2 separate regions of the Hordeum vulgare genome follow, and region 1 is linked to region 2. A link is a contact called in public Hi-C data. All regions are on one chromosome and are shown on one strand. Each heading gives the region's core, a stretch centred on a gene start, on an enhancer-like site or on the middle of the called end of the contact. The rest is flanking DNA. Distances are from core to core; before and after follow the strand shown.

Region 1 (4,024 bases), core at 172-2,671, 480 kb before region 2:
ATCTTATAAATTTTGAAAATAACATAAGTGTGTTGAGTGCAACATTGTGTAGGTTGATGCATATTGATATGATGTGCATGAAAATTGTTTCCTCTTTCCAATTTTCACTCCGGTATGTTTTGGATTATAGACTTTTAAATATGATTTTAATATTTATGTATTTTAACAACCACTTGGTAAATAATTTGTGCGGTCAGATTCTTATGGTCCATTTTCCTATGTCCTGGTTTGACTCATTTTTTAACATTCATTTAGGCCCCCTTTGATTCAAAGGAATTCAATGGGAATGCCGGGATTTGAATCCTTGGGTGGTTTTCAAAGGATTATAATCCATTGATATTTTTTTCGAAGGATTAATTTGCACTCAATTTTGAAGGAATATTTCCACCGAATCAAATTTCTTGGGTGATATCAAACACATCGTTCCAAATTCATGTAGTTTTCTAATCTTAGGCTTAATAGGGCGTGCCACTTCAATTCCTATTCATGTGTTTTTGAGAATCCTATGAAACAATGAAGCACTCAAACTTTCTTTATACTCATTGTGCATAAGAGACCCTGTTAATACTTCATTTGCATAGGAAAAGTCAGATACCTCCCTTTGTAAAAGAAATCCAGAACATAGCCCCCTTTGCAATTATAAGGTCTCACTCGGCTTGCAGGATTTTTGGCAGATTCTCATATGAATTTGAATGTCGGGATTTCTTTTCGTATGTACGACATTCATTTTATAGAAAACCGAGGTTACTAGATTTATTAGGATTGTGTCCACATTGACCTAATTTCTAAGAATTCTTAGCATCATGTGAGATCTCATAGTAATTTACTAAGGATTAGAGTGGAGAGGACGTCCCAATCCTTTGTTTTCTGTCTTTTTATTATTTGGAACTATTATAAACCAAATCAGCCCCAATAGATTCTTTATTTTTGTGGGGTAGCCCCAATTGATTCTAAAAAGTGCTTAGGCAATATATTTGACTACCAGTATATGCAAAATATTTAGATTAGTAGGATTGAAAACAATTCATCATATTTTGCACTAGAACATAGTCCTTGTTAGTGTTCTATTTAGATAACTACTGTATTATACTTTAAAATATACTTACATCCTATGTTTATTGATGTAAGACAGTGTGACAGTTCAAGGTAGTAAAAAAGAAAAGGAGAGACAAGGATACACATTATGAACATCATGTACTAATTTTGAAGAGATGAAGGCTCTTTTGTCCGACAAACCAACGGGCCTTCACTGTCGATGGACATCACTACTACGATCATCAGAGGAGTTCATCAGACCGAGAAATAAATAAATGAGACGATCATCAGAGGAGTTCATCAGACCGAGAAATAAATAAATGAGACGACACATGGATGGATTTTTTTTAGGTGAGAAAAAAGAAACAAAGATGACAGAGAGCCCAATGGCGCGGCTACGTCTGCTACGGCTCTCTCCATAAATTACCGTCCTTGCTAACACAAGCCCCTTGTGCTTACGCCCTTGTTCCTCTCCCGTCGGCGTCTTCCCCTTTACTCCTCCGCCACCGCATCACAGCTCGCAGCTACTCCACCGTCCCCTCTCCTCTCCCGCGCTGCGCTCGCCATGCGAGCCTTGGCAGCGGCGGCGGCGGCTTCCCTTTGGCGTTTCTAGATGGGCTCCTCCTCCCTCCTCCTCTTCCCCTCGTCCTCCTCCTCCGCCCCCAACCACTCCTCTTATTCCCATGCTCATGCTGCCGCCTCCGACTCCCACTCCGCCTTGCTCCCACCGCTCCCCTCCTCGTCTCCCTCCGACCTCTTCCTCTACCTCGACCAGCTAGACCACCAGGAGGGCGCCGCTGCCATGGTACGCAAGCGCCCGGCTCCGGACGTCGACCTGCCACCGCCCCGCCGCCATGTCACGGGGGATCTCTCCGACGTCACCGCCGCTACGGGCGGACCAGCGCCCCCGCAGCAGCCTCTGCTGCTCCCTCCGGCGGTGGCAGGGACCGCGCAGCTGCCCGCGCTGCCCATGCAACTGCCGGCGTTCGGCGGCCACCTGCAGGCGCCAGTGCAGGCGACGATGGACGTCGTCGTCGCGCCGCAGATCGCCACGGAGGTTAACGCGGGCAACAACAGCACGGCGTGGGTGGACGGCATCATTCGGGACATCATCGGGAGCAGCGGCGCCACGGTCTCCGTCGCGCAGCTCATCCACAACGTCCGGGAGATCATCCACCCCTGTAACCCCGGACTCGCTTCGCTCCTAGAGCTCCGCCTCCGCTCGCTCCTCGCATCCGACCTTGTCCAGCACCCACCGCCGCCGCCTCCTCCTCCCCATCATCCGCCCTCGCTCCTACCCAGTGGCAACACGATACTCTCCGCACCGCCAGTGCCAGTGCCGGCGCTCCCTCAGCCGCCACCTCCCGACAAGCGGCGGCGCGAGGAGGAGCAGCAGAACCCGCCGCCGCAGTCGCCGAAGCCGCCCCCTTCCGCGGAGGAAACCGCCACGGCCGCCGCAGCCGCTGCGGCGGCAGCTTCCGCCGCCTTGAAGGAGCGGAAAGAGGAGCAGCGGCGGAGGCAGCGCGACGAGGAGGGTCTCCATCTGCTGACGCTCCTTCTGCAGTGCGCCGAGTCCGTCAACTCGGACGACCTCGACGAGGCCCAGCGCGCCCTGCTGGAGATCGCCGAGCTGGCCACCCCGTTCGGCACCTCCACGCAGCGCGTCGCCGCCTACTTCGCGGAGGCCATGTCGGCCCGCCTCGTCAGCTCCTGCCTCGGCCTCTACGCGCCGCTCCCCAACGCGTCGTCCCCCGCCGCGTCCCGCCTCGTCAACTCGCGCGTCGCCGCGGCGTTCCAGGTGTTCAACGGCATCAGCCCCTTCGTCAAGTTCTCCCACTTCACGGCGAACCAGGCCATCCAGGAGGCGTTCGAGCGGGAGGACCGCGTCCACATCGTGGACCTCGACATCATGCAGGGGCTTCAGTGGCCGGGACTGTTCCACATCCTCGCCTCCCGCCCGGGCGGCCCGCCCAGGGTCAGGCTCACTGGGCTCGGCGCCTCCATGGAGGCGCTCGAGGCCACCGGCAAGCGGCTGTCGGACTTCGCCCACACGCTGGGCCTGCCATTCGAGTTCTACCCGGTGGCGGGCAAAGCTGGGAACCTTGATCCTGAGAAGCTCGGCGTCGACACGCGGCGGCGCGAGGCTGTTGCCGTCCACTGGCTCCACCACTCCCTCTACGACGTCACCGGCAACGACTCCAACACACTCAACCTCATCCAAAGGTACTGTACTCTGTTGCTTCCATTGTGAAATGAGTCTTCCAACTTTTCACTTCAGAAATATCAAGTCATCTTGGCATCAGGCATCAATCACCAATGTTAGTATGGTACTGGTCCAAGTACGCCATTGATTGATTTAACGACCTATAACGAGCAGCAAAAGAAGAGATGGAGTTTAGAAGTTCTAAAAGTTCGTCATTATGACCAACTTTTTATGCTCTTCCTTCCATCGTCTTTGGTGATCCGAGAAGAAAATATAAACTACTCCCGCTCTACTCTACTGCAAGTGCTCTATCTGTGTTCCATTTGATCTGAGAGGAAAGATACTGGAGCGAGCTAAAAGTTTTTATCATCATGACCAACTTTTCATCCTAAAAAGCTTTGCAACTTTCTTGTTCCAAGTGCGCATAAACGTTGATTATTAAACTGAAATTACTGTCATCTACTACTAACCTATTAGCACTACCACTAATCAGTTGAAAAGGCTAAGCTGAAAAGCTGGTCTGCTCCTCCCAAGGCTAAGCATTGTACTGTATGCACGGGGAGCCAAGAAATCAACTAAAATGTCCTTTGACTTAGATGCATCATTGCCATGCAACTCTATATTAGTGGTTGTGCTCCTAGTTCAGCAGAAACACCTTAAATTGATGTGCTGATCTTAGTATGTGGACCACGGATTTCAGGTTGGCGCCCAAGGTGGTGACAATGGTGGAGCAGGACCTGAGCCACTCTGGCTCCTTTCTGGCCCGCTTCGTGGAGGCCATCCACT
Region 2 (4,111 bases), core at 781-3,280:
GATGATATCAAATTGCCCATGTTATCACATGGAACAGCTCGCACCTGCAACTAGCAATGCTACCAATTAGTGGTTGAGCAAGCCTAACTTAGTCAAACAATATTTGCTAGGAGGGGAGGTGTTTGAGGTTTCATGGCAATGTTTGATGGCCTATATATCATGTGGTAGGCAGTGGAGATGTAACGAAGGAAACGTAACACTAAGCATAACAAAGCTAGAAACGGTGTCAAGGTCACGATCATCTTGCGTGTGATTTCTTCACACTAGAACTGCTCTTGTTCTTCCTGCACGAACTCTCCGAACTCTTCAAACTCGTTTCCGGCCCCGGTAACTACCCAAAAGAAACAAACACCTAATAAACACCAGCAACAAATGATGCAACAGACAATATGGTGCATGTATGCACTGCTCCAAACAAGCACAGAAAACAACCCTACATCGATAAGACTATGGCCACCTCACCTCAAGGGGACTTTCTACACTAATGCTCAAAATCAGAAACCAACAACACCGTTGGATTCATTGGGATTTTCTACCCCAAATCCATATATCATAGTGTCATCTTTGCATGCATGAAAACTCCACAACAGCAAAAGAAAATCTACACAGGATCAAAACTACATATAGTCAAGAACAAGAACTATTCTTGAGCCAGCCCAAATTGGCAAGTCCATATCTCGACATTTCCAGAAATGAAAATATGCCTTATTTAGCACAAGGAAAATCACAGTAAAAATAACAGGAAGATATTATGAGGAGGGGAGCCACCTGGCAGTGGCCCTTCACTGGATGACATGTGGGTCCAGAGGACCCACTATCATATCCACATCACCACAGCAAAATACACATGAAAAATAGGTGGAGAGGAGGGGTTTCAAACCCTGCACCTCGCGCACTCACACCTACGCACCCTACCACCCGGCCACTTCAGTGTAGCTGCTCACAGAGGGGGAAACCCCCACTAAGTGGCTATTGTGCACCGCACACACAAAATACACTAACAAAAATATAAGGTGAGGAGCCAGAGTCGAACCCCACATCGATAAGACTATGGCCACCTCACCTCAAGGGGACTTTCTACACTAATGCTCAAAATCAGAAACCAACAACACCGTTGGATTCATTGGGATTTTTTACCCCAAATCCTTATATCATAGTGTCATCTTTGCATACATGAAAACTCCACAACAGCAAAAGAAAATCTACACAGGATCAAAACTACATATAGTCAAGAACAACTATTCTTGAGCCAGCCCAAATTGACAAGTCCATATCTGGACATTTCCAGAAATGAAAATATGCCTTATTTAGCACAAGGAAAATCACAATAAAAATAACAGAAAGATATTATGAGGAGGGGAGCCACCTGGCAGTGGCCCCTCACTGGATAACACGTGGGTCCAGACCCACTGTCATATCCACATCACCACAGCAAAATACACACGAAAAATAGGTGGAGAGGAGGGGTTTCAAACCCTGCACCTCGCGCACTCACACCTACGCACCCTACCACCCGGCCACTTCAGTGTAGCTGCTCACGGAGGGGGAAACCCCCACTAAGTGGCTGTTGTGCACCGCACACACAAAATACACTAACAAAAATATAAGGTGAGGAGCCAGAGTCGAACCCCACATCGATAAGACTATGGCCACCTCACCTCAAGGGGACTTTCTACACTAATGCTCAAAATCAGAAACCAACAACACCGTTGGATTCATTGGGATTTTCTACCCCAAATCCATATATCATAGTGTCATCTTTGCATGCATGAAAACTCCACAACAGCAAAAGAAAATCTACACAGGATCAAAACTACATATAGTCAAGAACAAGAACTATTCTTGAGCCAGCCCAAATTGGCAAGTTCATATCTCGACATTTCCAGAAATGAAAATATGCCTTATTTAGCACAAGGAAAATCACAGTAAAAATAACAGGAAGATATTATGAGGAGGGGAGCCACCTGGCTCTGGCCCCTCACTGGATAACACGTGGGTCCAGACCCAATAGGTGGAGAGGAGGGGTTTCAAACCCTGCACCTCGCGCACTCACACCAACGCACCCTACCACCCGGCCACTGCAGTGTAGCTGCTCACAGAGGGGGGAAACCCCACTAAGCGGCTGTTGTGCACCGCACACACAAAATACACTAACAAAATTATAAGGTGAGGAGCCAGAGTCGAACCCCAGACCTGCGGCTCACCGCATGGCTCGGTTGCCACAACCCCTGCTTCGTTGCTACTGCAGTGACTACGGCGTCTGGCAATGTAATCTATCCTGCCCCATAGATCGAAGAATCCACCGAGAAGCAAAAGGGGCGCGCACTGGGAATCGGTCCCTCGAACTCATGGTCGCGCTGGCTCGATCACACCAGTTGGGTCGGAGCGGTGGTTCTGCCCTAACGGGGGTCTCACCCGAGACGACATGCAAACGCGGCGCCTTCTCTGCTGAAGCACAGAGACGCCGGAGTCTCTCGCATGTGCATACTCACACACGTTCATGCACATGCACGGGATCGGGGCGCGGCTGCTGCTACTGAACGCTGCTGCGCGGCTACTGCCCGCAAGCTACTGCTGCAGCTCTCGAATCTATTGTTGCTGCTTGGAGATGCTGCTAACGAACTGATGCCGCTGCTATCTCCTCAAGCTGCTGCTACTGGTGCTAAGCAACAGAGCAGAGCACCGGCAGCCATGCCTCTACTGGACGTGGGCGCTACAGAGGAAGAAGAAGATGGAGGGGAGCGGAACTTCGCTCAACTAGGGATAGGGAGCTGATCCAGTGCCGGAGATGAAAAGGACGACAAGCTGGAGCGGAGGAAGACCCACCAGAGTTGAAGAAGTCGCCATCGTCGTGGACGTCGAGGTGGAGGTCCTGGTGCCGAACTCTTTGCGAAAATGGAACCATCTTGGCGTCCTCTTGCTCCTGGTGCTGACAGAGAGGAAGAAGAGCGCCGGATCACCTCGGCCCCAAGCTCCTGCTCGAGCTGGCCATGGCGTGGAGCAGCTCGGGTTTTGCCCCCGGCAGCGCTAGAAAAGAGAGGAGGGAGAGTAATGGAGGGCTAGGGTTGGAGAAGGGTTGGGGTGGCTCTTATGGCCCTCGGGATGCGAGCCAGCCGTCTGATGGAGGAGCGAACTTGATCTGGTGGTGGCTATGGCTTCGTACTGCTGACGTCGAGAAGAAGGAGACGAGGGACGCGCTACTGGGCTAGACCGAATGGCTACTAGGCCTAAAGGCTGGCCTCGCACTAACTTAACTTAAAACCGAAATAACCCTGTGTCTTTATTTATATAATCAGACAAACACACAATTCCCACATAAAATAAGAAGGGGTTTTTAAATAAAATAAAATACTTTGCTAAACAAAATAATATAACCTATTTACTAAAATAGGATTATTTTTAGGCAAGGCAAAATATCTGCTTTATTATTAAACCTAGGCTGTTTTGCAATAAAAAAAATGCCAGTGCTTGTAGAAAAATAAAGGAGATCCACTTCTCCACTCACAAGAATTGAGAGGAAAGATGGAACATTTTTATAGGATTTTTAAAACAAGTTGGAAAACACAAGTAAGCAAATATTTGAATAGGAAGGGTTTGAACCATGGTGCTTCAAAGGTTTTGAATGGCTTTGTTGTACCCACTCACAAGCACAAGATCACAAACTCACATGCACTCACATAACCACCAAGGTGGCACAACACACAAGATCAAAAAATTAAGGCAAAAGGAAAAAAGAAACAAGATATGCATGATGCATGAGATGCACATGAAATGACAATGCAACAAGACTCACATCCATAACATTGCCTCAACAGAGTTGCCAAACATGGAAAGGATTACAAAAGGGGAAGGAAAAGCACTTGGGTGTTACAACTCTCCCGCACTGCAAGAGGATCTCGACCCGAGATCTAGGACTAGAAGAACTCTGGAAACTCGGAACGGAGGTGGTCCTCGCGCTCCCAAGTGGATTCTTTGTCTGAGTGATGTGACCATTGCACTTTGAGGAACTTGATTGACTTATTGCGGGTCTTGCGCTCAGTCCCCTCAAGTATTGCTATCGGATGCTCATGGTAGGATAGGTCGGGCTGGAGGTCGATATCCTGGAGGTCAA

What was found. A called contact is a pair of places that touch in the nucleus more often than the background predicts.
Region 1: a Hi-C map of leaf shows a contact between it and region 2, with 4 times the contacts expected there. The contact joins the promoter of LOC123448109 here to the enhancer-like site in region 2. A contact is called at or near these places in 2 of 6 Hi-C or Micro-C datasets (leaf and seedling) and 1 of 1 datasets of contacts at active chromatin or transcription factors (embryo).

Annotation. Positions count from the first base shown.
Region 1 is chr4H:124,762,826-124,766,849 of MorexV3_pseudomolecules_assembly, reverse strand. It overlaps LOC123448109 (protein SCARECROW 2-like), which reads left to right and starts at 1,421. Exons shown (of 2, transcript XM_045124882.1): 1 at 1,421-3,258; 2 at 3,939-4,024. The coding sequence starts at 1,649.
Region 2 is chr4H:124,286,765-124,290,875 of MorexV3_pseudomolecules_assembly, reverse strand. No RefSeq gene overlaps it. Among protein-coding and RNA genes, the nearest start is that of LOC123448108, 72 kb to the right of the region's middle. Within about 2 kb of position 2,030, at least 3 of the 3 cell types and tissues checked have open chromatin away from gene starts, as enhancers often do. A contact at or near this core is called in leaf and seedling, where this site is marked.